2 separate regions of the Mus musculus genome follow, and region 1 is linked to region 2. Evidence: chromatin contacts called from public Hi-C data. All regions are on one chromosome and are shown on one strand. Each heading gives the region's core, a stretch centred on a gene start, on an enhancer-like site or on the middle of the called end of the contact. The rest is flanking DNA. Distances are from core to core; before and after follow the strand shown.

The links. A called contact is a pair of places that touch in the nucleus more often than the background predicts.
Region 1: a contact with region 2 is called in a Hi-C map of embryonic stem cells, with 1.6 times the contacts expected there. The contact joins the enhancer-like site here to the promoter of Lix1 in region 2. A contact is called at or near these places in 9 of 39 promoter capture datasets (3T3-L1-derived adipocytes, the HPC-7 cell line, HPC-7-derived erythroid cells and 6 more), 1 of 15 datasets of contacts at CTCF or cohesin (the NIH/3T3 cell line), 42 of 484 Hi-C or Micro-C datasets (3T3-L1-derived adipocytes, 8-cell embryo, the C2C12 cell line and 26 more), 10 of 115 datasets of contacts at active chromatin or transcription factors (astrocytes, bone marrow-derived dendritic cells, embryonic stem cells and 3 more) and 3 of 9 other capture datasets (adipose tissue, embryonic stem cells and liver).

The regions. Positions count from the first base shown.
Region 1 is chr17:17,443,037-17,447,254 of GRCm38.p6, reverse strand. It overlaps Lix1 (limb and CNS expressed 1), which reads right to left. Exons shown (of 6, transcript NM_025681.2): 3 at 3,467-3,607; 4 at 1,192-1,287. Among named protein-coding and RNA genes, the nearest start is that of Lix1, 42 kb to the right of the region's middle. Within about 2 kb of position 2,769, at least 17 of the 459 cell types and tissues checked have an H3K27ac peak or open chromatin away from gene starts, as enhancers often do. A contact at or near this core is called in CD8 T cells, embryonic stem cells and memory CD8 T cells, where this site is marked.
Region 2 is chr17:17,400,352-17,405,074 of GRCm38.p6, reverse strand. It overlaps Lix1 (limb and CNS expressed 1), which reads right to left and starts at 2,389. Exons shown (of 6, transcript NM_025681.2): 1 at 2,049-2,389. The coding sequence starts at 2,130.

The DNA.
Region 1 (4,218 bases), core at 1,520-4,019, 42 kb before region 2:
TGTCAATACTCAATATTATGATCCCAACATATAAATAAGAATCAGATATTGATACCATTATTAATGTAGTTTTTCATATTACCAATACAGCCAATTGTAATTAAACATCAGTAAGCCCAAAATGTATATGGTACAACTAACCCAGTGAATCTCAGAGCTTTGCATAGAATACCTTCAACACGCTCAAAATATTTGCATTGGCTTGCAGTTAGGCAAAAGTTTATAATAAAATATTAAATATCTTCTGTGATTTATTGAGCGATCTACTGAAGAGACAAGGAGTGGAATTGTTTTCATGCCATCATAAAAGTGAGAAATCATAAATTGAGGATTGTGTGTGGTAAGTAGCAGAGTTCCTCAGCTGTTACTGCTTGTCAGATGTGGATGGCATGGTGCTAATTTTGGTCTCCCTCATAGGAGGGAGAGGCACATGTTTTTCAATAGAAACATCACAACTGAAGTAGTACTTTAGAAGGTACCTCCATAGAATCCGTGACTTCTAAAAAATTAAGGAAGAAATGGTCATAAGCAGTATTTTTAACTACTTGATTTTGTCTTAGTCCTGAAGATCTGGTGAACTGCTACTGAGTTGCAAAACAGTCATCACTCACCTGTTTCTAAGAAATATAAAGTGGCAGGCTCTCCATGTAGTTCTGCATGGTTTTAAATGAGTGTGTCTTTTCTCAGGTGCCATTCCCCTTTCTCCTGGTATTCTCTTCTATGTTTTGGGATGTTTTGTTTTGAAAAATAATAGGCTCTTTATTGTTCTCCCTTTTTGTTTTAAGACAGACGTCTTGAAGTTTGGGGGCAGGGAGCCTCCCAAGAGCAGTGTACCATGATTGTTATTTGATTTGGCTTATTGAATGTGGTTAAATAGAAGTTACCATGCTGGATTCTAAAAGAGCGAATTATTTACAAGCAGACCGTTGGAAAAGAAGGGCTAGTGATAAGAGTTGCATGTCTTGGGGCTGGAGAAATGACTCAGTAGCTACGTATGTGTCCTTTAACTCCAGCTCCAGAGAGATCTGATGCTCTACCCTCCACAAGAACCTCAATTTATGTACACACGCGCGCGTAGAGACACACAGAGACACACTTAGTAAAAGTAAAGAAATAAGATGAAAAGAGTTGCACATCTCCCAAGTTTCCAGATTAGAGCATCAAACAAATAAGTGGCAGCGAGTCAGGCACCTGAAACTCCAGCATAGTCTTCCCCATGTTTGACTCCAGCATGTAGTGATAGGCTCCCACACTTGTGCTTGGGTCATCCGCATCATCTAACGTGCCCTTGGGAAGGAAAGAAAACAAAGAAACGATCACTGATAATTTCTTCCCTTCTTTAAAGGACCAGGACCTAATCCTATTATTGCCCTAAAGAGGTTGATTTGCAGTTGCTCTTGGAGTCTCACATGACTCCAGTAAAGAGTGTTTCAGAGTCAGCTTGAATGTGGCTTTTGCTTAAAATGGTAGCACTTTGTGTAGCTGCTGATAGGACAATGATTCCAAAGTAGGAATTCCTGTATATTTGCTATATAATTTGATGCTTTTGTGTCTGCTCTGTATGGTTGTCACTGGGAGTTACTGAAACCTTGAAACATTGACCTTACCCTGATTTCAAGGATAATCAGGCAAGACTCTACAATAGAACTTAAGTGCAGTTGTATGGCCCCTTCCTTTCTTCCCGCATGTCTCTTAAAGGAAACTTTTCATAATACGCTACTGTTGGGCGTCTGTTGGTTTATATTTTTTATACTCAGACCACTTAATATTTAAGAATCAAGGTAGGCGACAGGTAGAAATGAAGTTCGTTTTCAGCTTTCTTGTAGGGAACGGCACCAAGCAGCAAACACAAGCTCTCTGAAATGGCATTCAGACCTCCTTCTGAGGTCTCCCTCTACCCCATGGCCTTCGAGTCCCAGGATGGTGGGCGATAGCAAGGTTCTGAGACTGAACAAACAACTGTCAGCGTCAGACAGCAGTAAATGTATAGCTTTGCATGCAATAACATTAACACAGTGCTTCTGAAATATTTATGTTGGCCTTTTAGAAATCCTAGGGGAAATCCATCCAGAGGTCTGCAAGCCATATATATTCTTGCTCTTTAGAAATTTCCATGAAAAATGACAAATTGCATTTACATTGAGAGCCCTTTCCTGTTCCTAAGTAAATTCCACGTGTATATAAATCAGGCATCATTTTCCTAACTTCTCTTCCTCAAAGGCACTTGAAATTTACAGGGTCAGAAAATAAAGGCTTCCTTTTCTCTTCAGACCAGATAGAGTGCAGAACTCTCCACTTTCTCCCAGCCAGCCTACCAGCCCTACTGTCCTGCAGGCCCATCTCTCCTCTAAGTGATAAGAGCACTTCATAAGGGGAAAGAGTCCCTAATAGTCTGATCATCTCCTTTGGCAGGGCAGCAGCTGCCCTGTAAAAACAGAGTCTGTCAATTCAAGGCAACAAAAGGGAGTGGGGGATGTGGTCACACAATGGCCTTTAATTCCAGCCCTCAGGAGGCAGTAGCAGGCAGATTCCTGTGAGGTCCAGGCCAGACTAGTCTACATAGTGAGTTCGAGGACAGCCAGGACTAAGTTGTAAGACCCTGTCTGAGAGAGGAGGGGGTGGAAGGGTGAGGGGTAGGGGTGAGTGGAGAAGAGGAGATAAAGGGAGAATGAGAAAGGTGACAAAGTTTGTTCTTCTATAGTTCAAGCTCCTGCCCTTGAGCACACACAGAAAAACATCTGCTGTAGGTGGGGCTCAGGTTTCCTCTGTGGCTTACAAGTGGAGATAGTGGGCAGGAACTCTCCACCATTTACTGAACACGTAAATATCCAGCCATAGATGGCTGAGAGAGTTCCCTATTTAAATTTCTAAGACCCATTTTGTTATGTCATTTTTTTTTTCTCTCAAAGCATTTAATTGTACCTGTCACAGAAACTTTCAACACTTACCGGAGAAGGTGAACACCTAGGAACCATGATTATTCTAACACATAGAGCTGTCTAAGCAGCCCACAGTATTTTAGTACTATAAATTGCAAACCTGCATGCTAGCTGGGAAATTAGCATTTACAGTAGGGACTTCACATAATTAGCATGATTAGTTCAATTTGGGGAAAATTAGAACTGGTTTGTCATTCGATTATAAATCTTTCTTCCATTGCCTACATTCTTGGACCATTGGAATCAGTGTAATCATGTGACATTCCTCACCCCGAATCTTGATCGTTTTTGATCCTGGCTTGTCAAGAGTATTGGCAAAATGCACAATGAGCAGCTAGCTCCACCTTCATGAGTTTCAACCTAAGGTTTATTTTGCTAAATGTTAGTAAGTCACTGGACAAAATCTAACCTCCACATTGTTGAAATGAGAAATTTGCTTACTTTAGTATTTCCCAAGATTCAAATGTCCCCATGTTATCACAGAGGCCACATCTTTCTTGCCCTTCCCCCGCCCCCTCGGTACTCACCCTGGTGGAGGCTACTGCTTCCTGAACACTCTCCATGATGAACTCCTTGGTGATCCTTCGGGAGGGTAGCTCATTGAAGAGAGAGTTGATGAGCGCCACTTTAGCAGCATCCCGCCTGGCCTCAGCTCTACTTAAGCAGCACTTGAGAAGGAAGGAGAGGGAGTGTTAAAGAAGTCAGCATCTCACAATTCCAACACTGCATTTCCACGTATCCATTTATATGGGTTCTGGACTCAGACTGTTGGTGTTCAGCTCTTAACTGTATAAGCCTTTGAACTAGTTAATTATTCTCTGTGTGTGATGTCCTTCTTAGTAACATAATAGTAGGGTTGAATCTGAAATTGATTAGTTGATATGCAGAAACTCTCATCCAACACAAGAGATCTAACACACCCACATATAAGCAAGAAGGCTTTTGGTAGAGCATGAGGCAGCAAATCTTTCAAACTTTAGATATCTCCCAAGGGTTAGAATACTTAGATCAGAGAGTTTCTGCATATATGGTTTTATTTTGTGCTATAAACTTGGCCAGAAATATAAAGGGCCATAAGATTTGAGTCAGGTTGTCCTTCAGTGATGCTTAAATGCTGCGTCTTTGGGAATTTTGGCCTACCACTTTCAAGCCAGGCTGCAGGCCCCGACCATATTTGAGTATAATTGTTTGCTGGTCATTCCCTGCTGTCTCCTACCTTCATGCCTTGATTATTACACATTTTTCTTTGTGTCTCTCCCCTATTACATAATTGTGATGT
Region 2 (4,723 bases), core at 1,140-3,639:
GAATGGGCTAGGAGGACAGGAAGAAGACTTTTAAGAACTGCCATTAAGGCTGGTGGCAGCTTTTTAGGTTGCCAGCAGGAGGGCCGTGGCAGCAATTTAAATTCGTGCCAAAGTAACAAAGTTCATGAGCCAGGCTGACATGTGTAGCACCCACAGTTGGCAGTGTATGGCTTGATCCTCAAGCAGACATCTGATGTCCTGACTCAGAAAGCAAACCCATTTCTAAGATTGGTAGACATTTGCCCTTTAGCTTATATCATTCAGTCATTGTATTTCCAGGTTAGAAAAGCTGGAAAGGAAAGGATCTAACATTCTCGTATTCACACTCACTGGACAGAGCAGCGGCAGAGCAAGTGGTTCATTCCAGAGTAAGTCCACAATGACACATACTAATGTTGGGATTTTTGTTGTTAATGAACGAAATATATGAAATGTGACACAGTTTTTCCATATGGGAAAAAAAACATTCTGTGTGGCTTACAAGGGTCTCAGAAGAAAACAACAGCAAAAAATAAATAGCGTTCTTGCAAAAATTTTGGTGACAGACATTGTCCCTTTAACAACTCATAGTTTCTCTTCTAAACTGTATGCAATTGGAAGAAATTAGTTCAGCTTAAGAACTGGACCATACAACGTCATATTTGAACTTTTCTTTCCATTTCCTTTTATTTCTTCTGCTCTCCAAATTCTAGGTCTAAGTTCTTACAATTTATCCAAAGCTTTGGACATGCCAAAGCCTTTCACCCTTCACTAAGATTTGAATGCATTGAAGGAGAAAGACATTCTTTCCTTCTCTTTCACTGGGAGAAACATAGCAAGCCAGAATAGACGCCAGGCTAAGCTTGAAGATGGAGTGACTTTTATTATTTCTAACATAGCTATTGACAAATGCTTGAAGGCAACATTTTTTTTTTTAAACTGAGAAAGAAAGTAGCTTTCATTTTATGCCTTAGAGGACAGATTGGTTACAATTTAATTTCTAAGAGGGAAGTTTTATAGAATAAAGAGGCCAGACATTTCTTTCTCTCTCTGTCTCTCTCTCTCTCTTTCTCTCTCTGCTTTTTTTTCATCACACATATGAGAAATACAAGCTTCAGGGACATCTGGAAAGGGGCATTATTCACTAATCAGAAAGCAGAATCCAAACCACTGATACTTTGATGGAGACACACATCACTAGAGTCACAAGAAAGGAAGCTGTAACGTATTGCAGGCTAAAAACATTCCATATGCATTTTCACCTTTTGGGCAGATCCAAAGAGCAATTCTATTCCAGAAGCCCTTTGTAATCTGACACCCACTGTAGATAAGATACACTATGAAGATAGTCTGTTTTGCAGCAGCGAGAAATCAAATTGGTTCCAGAAGCGAACTTATATGACAAATGGTTTAATAGTATTGCTGGAATTGTAAAGATTGGCTGAATTATTTTTCATAATCATTTTAGAAAAAGATTTAAAAATAACTTTGCCATGCCATGTGGGGGTGGGGGTGGGGATGTCGGGAATGAGGCTGAAGTTAGAAGGCATCACATTTTATTGGCATTATAATTTGCTATTAAAATTTAGGAGCTCAGTGGTTAAAATTAAATTTTGTTTGCTACAATACTTTTAGATAAAACAATACCTGATTTAATGTGTCTAGTTATGGTGTGAAAGATTAAATAGATGAACAACGAGCAGTGCATTTTTTAATTATCATTTCCAAGTTATTTTTAGTTTTCATTGAGTTCCACTCAGCTTTGTTTTATTTAAAAAGCATCTGGAAAAGATCATTAAGACTTGGCAGGTTTTAGACTTTAGAAAAAGTCATCTACACAGTACTGTCTTGGCAAAACAGCCCAGAGTCTTGTGGGCGTAGGTAAAAGGAAAGCCTTCTCCTGGCTGAAGTCGGGAACAATTTAAATATTGCTTAGCCCACAGAACACGACTACAAAGATCTAGCAGAAATCGTAGTTAAACAAGATGTGACTAGACACTTAGGACTATTTTCTAAAAAGTCAGGGGGGGAAAAAAGGTTTTTTTTTTTTTTTTTCCTTCAGTACTTACAGTCTTTGAAGACCAAAGCCGGGTCTCTGTGAGGCAAGGCTTGGGCAATGATGTGCCTCAGAGATTCCAAGGTTCTGTCCATCTCGAGTCTGCCTGTGCAAGCCTCCTGCACAGTCTCCTCATGCCTGAATTCTTGCAGCTCTGGACTGAATTTGTGCAGCTCATTGATGCAGTGGATTACTAAAGAATCCCTTTTAACATCTGCCAATCAGACATTTCCCAGAATCTAAAGACCCTCAGGGCCCTCCTCTCAGGCTCACTTATCTTTGTTGTATGCTGAGCTAATTAGCCTGAAAGGCTGGCTGACAGGCTGGTTCCCATGGCTTCGTTCTGTTAAACACACCCACCTACAGGCAGGCTGGGGAAGCTCAGTCATCATGAGAACAGATTTCTTCTCCAACCAGATTTTGCCTGGATGCTGTGCTGCCTTCCCATTTGGGCATTTCTTTCAGCCTTCCTTCTTTAAATGTGCTGCCCCCGGAATAGGTACTCAAGAAGGCATCGTCCTGCAGGTTCCTAAATTACAAGGGGAAGGCTTGGGACTGCCATCATTGAATAACCACTACAACCAACAATCTAAATTCCCCTTTGGGAAAGAGGAACTATAAAGATTACGATTAGAGTGAGATAATGCATTATTTCTGAAATCAGAATCCTCCCTGCAATGACAGTCACTTCTGGTGAGCAGTAGCAAGCAATCCCTAGTGAACTCTTTTATACTTTGCCTGACCATATTTCTTTTTCTGTTACCCTCCAAGACAAATCGTTCCCAAGATTGACTTTAATTAATCCTGATATCATTCTCTCATAATTTATTCTGTTAAAAATTTAATGGTGAGATCTGGAGAAATGGCTCAGGGTGTCAGGACTCTTGTGAAAGCAAGAGAACTTAGTTCAAATTCCTGGCATGTAAGTGAAAGCAGGACATGGTTGCATATACATGGCTGCATGTACAGGTAACATTAGGGTCCGGAAGCTGAGACAGGTGGCTCCCAGGACATGTCTACCAGTCAATTTGGCAAAAATGGGTAGCTTCATATTCTCTGAAAGATGCTGTTTCAAAAACTAAGGTGGAGAGTGATAGAAGCTATCTACTATCATTCTCTGGAATGCTCTTACATACACACCTGCATAGACTACAGACACTACAACTACCACCACCACACCACCAGCCCACCACCACCACCAGCAACACCAAAAACAACAGCAGCAACAACAGTGACAAGAATTTCTATCGACTAAGAGCAAAAAGCAATACCTTTAAAAGAAAAGTTTAATAGAAAGTTATTAAAAGAACTCAGCAAATGAGACTCTTTCCTATCTCTACAGATCCGTACACATGTGTAAAATAACACTTTGACAAGAGACAAACATGTCATGTGATCACATATCACACTTCAGGAATATGTAATATCAGAAACAAACGAACCAACTTTACTAGCTGTATGCTCTTGTTGTTGAGGCGCTGTGAAGGACTTTGCTGCTTCATTTGAAGTTTTTTTTTTTTTTTTACACAGAACTCACAGATTGTTGTCTCATGTTCCTTCCAATCTTCACATTCCATTATTGTGAAACTAATTCTTTAAAGACTATATAAATAGAATGTCTTTCATGTGATCAATTTCTTCAGCTAGTTGTAGAAGGGTGGGCTTAATAAAAAACAGAGAAGGAAAAAGTAGCAGTGATAATAAATGCTATTATAATGATTATTCCTTGACAAATACCCACAGGAAATTTAGGCCACCCAGAGAAGAAATTCAGGATTGTCACATAGACAAAATGAAATGATACATAGATCTATTTATAGTTCATATATATGCTTGAACCTCATGTGAAGAGACTTACTTTGGGTCACAAAGTATGCTATATATGCCTTGCATCAAATTGTGAGCAGCAGGCATGAATGCTCACATGTGTGTTTGTGTGTGTGTGTGTTGCTGAAGACCAAACCCAGAGACTTGTACAGGCTTGGCAATTTATCTATCATTGAGCAATAACTTCAGGCCAGAAAAAAGTTACTGTCTGTAGTCTAAGAATTTTATTTTATTTATTTGTTTGTTTGTTTTTCGAGACAGGGTTTCTCTGTGTAGCCCTGGCTGTCCTGGAACTCACTTTGTAGACCAGGCTGGCCTCGAACTCAGAAATCCACCTGCCTCTGCCTCCCAAGTGCCCGGCATCCAAGAATTTTAAATTCATTTTTTTTTATTTTGTGAAAAGAGGTTCTTAGTTTCAAAAATAATCTGGATGACTGGTGGATGACAAAAAATTCTGTTACACAAGAGATTAGACACATAGTACCTATGTAAGTGCTTTGAGAGTAACATAGTATTAGAAACCAAGACAATGTTCTCATTATAGAGCCAGGACAAATAACAAAGTTATTTTTCAATTTTTTCAAAAGAGTGATACTCATAATAGGAAACAGAAAATGATTGATGCCTGAAGTCTGATCAGTGAATGGGCTTTTCCTGTAAATTAAAATTGAATGTAATAATTGTCTAACACATTTTGTTTTACTTTATGTGTACTGGTGTTTTGCCTGCATATGTATCTGTATCACATATGTACCTGGTGTCTGTGGATGCTGGGACTTAAACCTGGATACTCTGGAAAAGCAGCCATCACTTGAGACTCAATTTCTAATCTTAAAAATAGCGTGGTAGGAGGAACAATAA